Linked DNA regions of Acanthopagrus latus: region 2 is linked to region 1. A link is a contact called in public Hi-C data. All regions are on one chromosome and are shown on one strand. Each heading gives the region's core, a stretch centred on a gene start, on an enhancer-like site or on the middle of the called end of the contact. The rest is flanking DNA. Distances are from core to core; before and after follow the strand shown.

Region 1 (2,952 bases), core at 182-2,681:
GCCTAGCTTCAGACATCTGGGGCTACTACACCAGGACATCTCTATCTGCTTATGTTTCATTTCAAAACACACTTTAGACAACAGGAATGAGAACAGTTAAGTTGTACTCACTCATTCTCCAGCAGGGTCATGCACACCACCTCTTTGACTCCAGGGTTGTTGGCCTTATCGCAGGAGCAGCCCTGCAGGCTCCAGGTGCCCAGGCGCACCACGGGCTTCCCGTCACGCAGGGCTGGCGGGGGCTCCACGATGGGACGCACAGAGATGATCTGGGTCGGTCCCCCAGGCGGGAGGTCCAGGTCGTCGATCATGAGACTGAATGAAGTCGGGCTGGGGTGGGACTTGGTGGTGCAAGTCAGCCCCCCGTTGGTGTTGGTAGATGGCGCCCTGGATCGCTCCACGAACACCTGGAAGCGGATTTTGTCCAGCAGGGAGCTGTTGATGTGATGGACCCTCACCAGGTCTTCGATGCTTTTGAACGGGCCATGATCCGCCCGGTACGCTACGATGTTCTTGGCTATTTTCTCCGTAATACCTCGGATGCTCATGAGCTGCGCCGGGGTCGCCGTGTTTATGTTCATCCCGGTACAGGACAGGTGATCCAGATCTTTTCGCAGGGAGGACGGAGAGTGCTGGGACGAACTTGTCCTGCTGGAGACGCATATTTCTAGTTTGATCACCTCCAGTTTGGTGGCACCGACACCGCTCACCAGAGCCAGGTCCTCTACCTTCTTAAACCCCCCGATACAGTCCCGGTACTCAACGATATTCTGCGCAACAGTGCGGTTGACTCCCGGTAGAGTCATGAGTTCCTCCTCGGTGGCTGTGTTGATGTTAAGCCGCTCCTGGTTCACCAGAATGTGGCCGAAGTTACACGCAGCGCTGAATTTGCGCTTTCCGCAGCTGAAGTCTGTGGGGTCCTTGGGGATGGAGCGGTGGCAGCCCAGACTCCCACCCATGGCTCCAGCGGGTCACCGGGGGCTCGGATGAGTAAAGAGGACAGGAGCAGACAGCGGGCCACGACAGAGAGGACAGGCTGAAAGAAGCAAACATGGAGAACACAGAAGTGACAGTCACACAGGTTCACACAGTCGTACACACAGACACCTCCTCCTTCCTTTTATAAGAGACTGCTTCATGTCAAAGGATATCGAACATCGGCACCACACTGCGGTTGTCAGGCTCAATCGTGGCTACATGCTGCATGTATGTCACATACCGGCTCGGCGTCTCTTTGCTCTCCTGCTGCCCGTCTTTCTCTGTGTGTCCTCAGGGGAGATAAGAGCTGGACAAGTAGGCTCCACGATAAACTTTGCCCGGTGACAGCTCGCTGTGTAGCTGTCCACAGGTCGGCCTCTACACACCCTCGTCCGACAGGGAGACGCTAGCACTCACACCGATATGGCTCACAACGCGTTTCAAGTCACAAATATTCAGACATGCAAATACCGGAAATCTTCAAAATAAAAGCATCCTAAATTAATAAAGCGATTGGGATTGTCCACATTTACATTTAGTATTCTTTAACGGTTATGTTTCTGTTATTGTAGTCTAGGCTATACAAGTCATACAAAATGTCATTCTTTATTTAATCTGTCATGCATCTTTTCAAGTGTGCTTCATTCGAGAATCTAAATGACTTAATAAATTAATGAATAAGGGAATGTAAGGCGCACATTATGAACATTTTTGTATTCATTTATTTCCTGTGCAATTTGCCTTCCCTGATTAAAAAACTGTTGTGATGATGTGGTTGGGAATAATTCTTTAGGCTGAAAAAAGCAGAGAAAAACTTAAAACAAAAAAAAAGAAAAGAAAAAAGACATTTTACAACCGTATTTCTTGAACATGTAATATTTCCCTTACATCTATCTATTGTATGTTCCTATTGTGGTGGGTGGGACAGACTGATAACCTAGTGAAAAAAAAAGTTCGTGTCAGTCCAGCTTTTATTTTGAAACTTTCTCCTGTTCTAAAATTTGAGTGCCTCCTCATCAGCAGCAGCTGGGGCAAGGTACACACACACACACACACACACACACACACACACACACACACACACACACACACACACACACACACACACACACACACACACACTAATTCAGGTCACTTCTGGGGAACTATTTACTCAGATTTAGGGTTCTTCCCCATTGGGAACACAGTTTTTGACAGTTATAGCTTTCAAAGACGATTTATAGAATTAAAACAAGGGGAAAAAATGGTCAGCTCATTCAGTGTTTGATTGTGGCCCACATCAATAGAAGGATGTAATTACCAGTATGGCTCCGTCTGCCCTGCTTCTGCCTGATTGAATTATCTCAGTATTATAATTTCAGATAAGCTGCATGCTTTGATTTCATTCTTAATCAACAAAGCCCACGATTGTCCATTGATTTTGTGCTTTCTCTCTTTTGTAGAGGTGTTGAAAAATTCATAAACATAACAGTCTCTCTTTTCTGGTCACAGATCAAATGGCTTTTAATGTATTCTGTGCAAACCAAAATATGAAACACAGACACAAGAAGACAAGTTATATGTTCATACACACACTGTGGGACCAACAAACATGTGCATGTTGATTTCAGTGAAAATAGTGTATTAGTTTCATGCAATGGTCGAAGGTTATAATATTTAATATGCCACACCAGCAATTTTCAAAAGGTGATTCAGAAAATCAAATGTCTTTTGATGTAATCTAATCAATCCACTAGGGTCCAGTTGATGGGGTGTTATATAAAGGGTCCTCCTGAGTGGGTCTATGGGCCAGAGAAGGGACATGACAGAGCGGCTGCTCAGCCGCCCTGAGCCGGCAAGCTTTGAAGAAGAGAGTCTGGTGCAGAGCTGGACCTTCTGGAGGAATAAACACCTAAAGTTGCATCAGATTCTGCTTTGATCTGGAGCTGTTTCCAGACAGACAGAGAGTTTAGGCACTACCTTTTAACTGTTGGG
Region 2 (2,952 bases), core at 207-2,706, 170 kb before region 1:
CCACTGAAGACATTTAACAACTCATGTTACTGATTGAGATTCAAATCACCAGTCTTTTTAGGTTCAGGTCAGGAACTCACTGTCACCCACTATGTAGCATTGCCATTCAGTAGCAATTCAGTGCTCAAATGCACTGCAGTACATACAAAAGTAAATCAATATCAGAGTTCTTAATGAAAGAAACTGGACTTGCTTGAAGGTCTTGAAGATGTTCTCTCACCCAAAAGTCAATCAATTTGCCATCAAGACCATTCAGAGTGTAATAGTGAGGTGACATCCTGCACAAACTTGAAAAATTACTGCAACTTTACTCAGCAATCCGACCACTATCAGTGATTCAGCACTCAAACCAGATGTGTGAAGCACACACCATAATTTCTCAAATATGTAATTCTTATGAGATAAGATATGTGGCCTTTCTTTCTTTCTAAGCAAGGATACTTTTTTAAAAGGTCAACAGAAATACCAACACTCCACAACCCTCATACAGTACCAGCCATACAAACATTAATTTCTGCAAAGTCTCAGGCAGGGGATGGCTGGGATATTCATAAATAAAAGCAACTCTAAATTTAAGATTAATTAAAATTAAAATTAAAATGAAGTGCAGCTCTGTACTCCAGCACATTGGATGATGGGAAACAACTGATGTTTTCATCACAGAACATTCATAGTGTTTTTTAGCCTGTGTGAGACAAGGTCCCGCAATTTTTGAAAAACAAAATGTTTTGGACAAGTTAAAATACACTTCAGGGGTGACATCATTATCATGTGGTTGAAAACCTGTCCTCATTTTCCATCGTTTGCATTCCATGAGAACAAGTGGATCTAGAGCGACTATGTGAAAAACTAAGACTAAGTTTTATCTCATTTGTATTCATTTCAAAGCCAATGTGTCAAAGCATCACTGTTCATTATTGAACTTAGAAATAGGAGTTTGACAAAATGACCTTAACTCGAATTCTACTTACTTTTTCAGGATTTTAAATCCCATCTGATAGTCGTCATCTCCTGATGGAAACCTGCAGTTCTGAGCTCTGCTCAACTCTGAGAGATAAAAAAAATTCTATAGAATAAATATAATAAAAGCTTCAAACTGCTGCATTATTTCAAATGCTATCTATGTATGCAGGCGGACACTCTGACACTCTGAGAGCTGCTAATTTACAGCAGCGGCTCTACAATGTTTAAGAAAGGGGTTTGTCGGGCGTTGAAGGAGACGACGTCACTAATGAGACTACTGTCTGTATAGTCTTTATAATGAGGTATTTTAGGTCTCATTGGTTTGATCACAGAATGAGACTTTATTGACTTGGAACGTCAAGGTCCAATAGGGGAAACAGGGAGGGGTGGGAGTTCAGCTCATTCTCACATTAATGGGCTTTCATTTTTGGAGTCACTGCAGTGAAGTAGTATGAGTAGAAGGTGTTAAGTAGGTTGTGCTTGGGTTCTAAGGAAGTCTTAACGGCCCTTCTCTTCAGATGGCTGTGATGTGTGTAGCTGTCCTGTAGGTGGAGGCTGACGCCTGTTGGACCTGCAGATGGGAGGAGGCTCCTCTTGGGCTTTGTTGTTATAGTAATGGCTCGATCCTAACCCTCGGTCAGCGTTTTCCATCACCGGTCACGTTTTTTTCTGTACAGTTTTCATCGATGCAAAGACAGATGGGCAGAAGGCGGAATTTCCTTCTTGGCGTTAAAAGAAGAAGAGGAGGGAAGGAAAAAACCCACATAATGTAAGAGAACTGTCTCACATTTCCTACACCATTTAGTCCTTTAAGATTGGCTGAAAAACGCCTCTGCTATGTTTGACTTCGTCCTATTGCATAACCTGAAAATGACTTCTGAGCACCATAAAGGTGAAGCCACAGGATCACTGTTTGAATACTGGACTATAATCTGTTGTAGTACTGTTAGCAGCAGGTTTGAGCCTGAGCTCAACTTCAACGCGTTTCATGGGCGTTTAGTTTGTGTTTGAGTCTTGGTCACAGCTGTGAACTGGCTCTCTGCTGGTGCCGCTCTGTCTTACCATTACTGACACCTTAGCTAATGCTACACAGGACCCACACAGTGCCACAACACAACACTGTACAGCAAGGAATGGCATAACAGTTACTGCTAAACAAAGAGAACAAAGCTAAAGCTATGTTGAATCTCTCCCAGTGTATTACAGTGGCAAAAGTAATCCGTAACAAATGATACCCGTTAGTATGCCTGCGTGTGTTGCTGACATGTGGCGGCAGGTTTACTTGCATAGGCCTGTTTAACTGGTGCCTGCATGCGTCATGAGCAGCCAGTGAGCGTTAACTAGTGGAGCACAGCCATCTAGTAAACTGGTATTGGATACTTGACCTCACATTTCCATAGCTTATTTGTTTTTTCCACACTAGTACAACAACTGAAGGCTTCAGCATACATTAGCATCAGTCAGTAAACATAGACTTACTCAGAGTGCAGTGCATGAGTCAAACTTGAAAAGAAATATACTGTGTAAGGCCACTGGCAAGTCTTTACACTGGGGCATCATGATAGCTGAATGCTTTATACACATCCCATATACAGTCAACATGAACATGTACATAATGTCAGTCTTCAGTTCCAATGATTACTACTGCTCTCATGTGTCTGAGATGGAATGAGTGGAACACATACTACTTTGTCACTAAAACATTCATGAAGTTTGGTTCGGTAATTCATTTAATATAGGTCTAATGAAAGTGTGACCAAATCTGCTGGATCAAAAATATACATGCAGTAACTTGAACAATCAATGTTGGTATAGAAAGTTGTGTGAGTCACATGGTCTTTGTAGCATGGCCTCTTAACTTCTTCTAAGTGATTCCGATTTATAATAGGTGATGACTCCTCTGGGCCCATTTTAATAGGGCTTGTTTTGATTCAGCCATTAGACTCGGTCATAAACACTACAATGAGGAAAGTCTAAGGAGCTCAGCAT

What was found. Hi-C and Micro-C count contacts between places; a contact is called where the count stands out from the background.
Region 2: a contact with region 1 is called in a Hi-C map of muscle, with 5 times the contacts expected there. The contact joins the promoter of sema4ab here to the promoter of eepd1 in region 1. A contact is called at or near these places in 3 of 4 Hi-C or Micro-C datasets (liver and muscle).

What each region holds. Positions count from the first base shown.
Region 1 is chr3:26,096,857-26,099,808 of fAcaLat1.1, reverse strand. It overlaps eepd1 (endonuclease/exonuclease/phosphatase family domain-containing protein 1), which reads right to left and starts at 1,431. Exons shown (of 8, transcript XM_037093750.1): 1 at 1,220-1,431; 2 at 112-1,036. The coding sequence starts at 959.
Region 2 is chr3:26,267,118-26,270,069 of fAcaLat1.1, reverse strand. sema4ab (semaphorin-4A) reads left to right here and starts at 1,456. Exons shown (of 15, transcript XM_037092522.1): 1 at 1,456-1,732.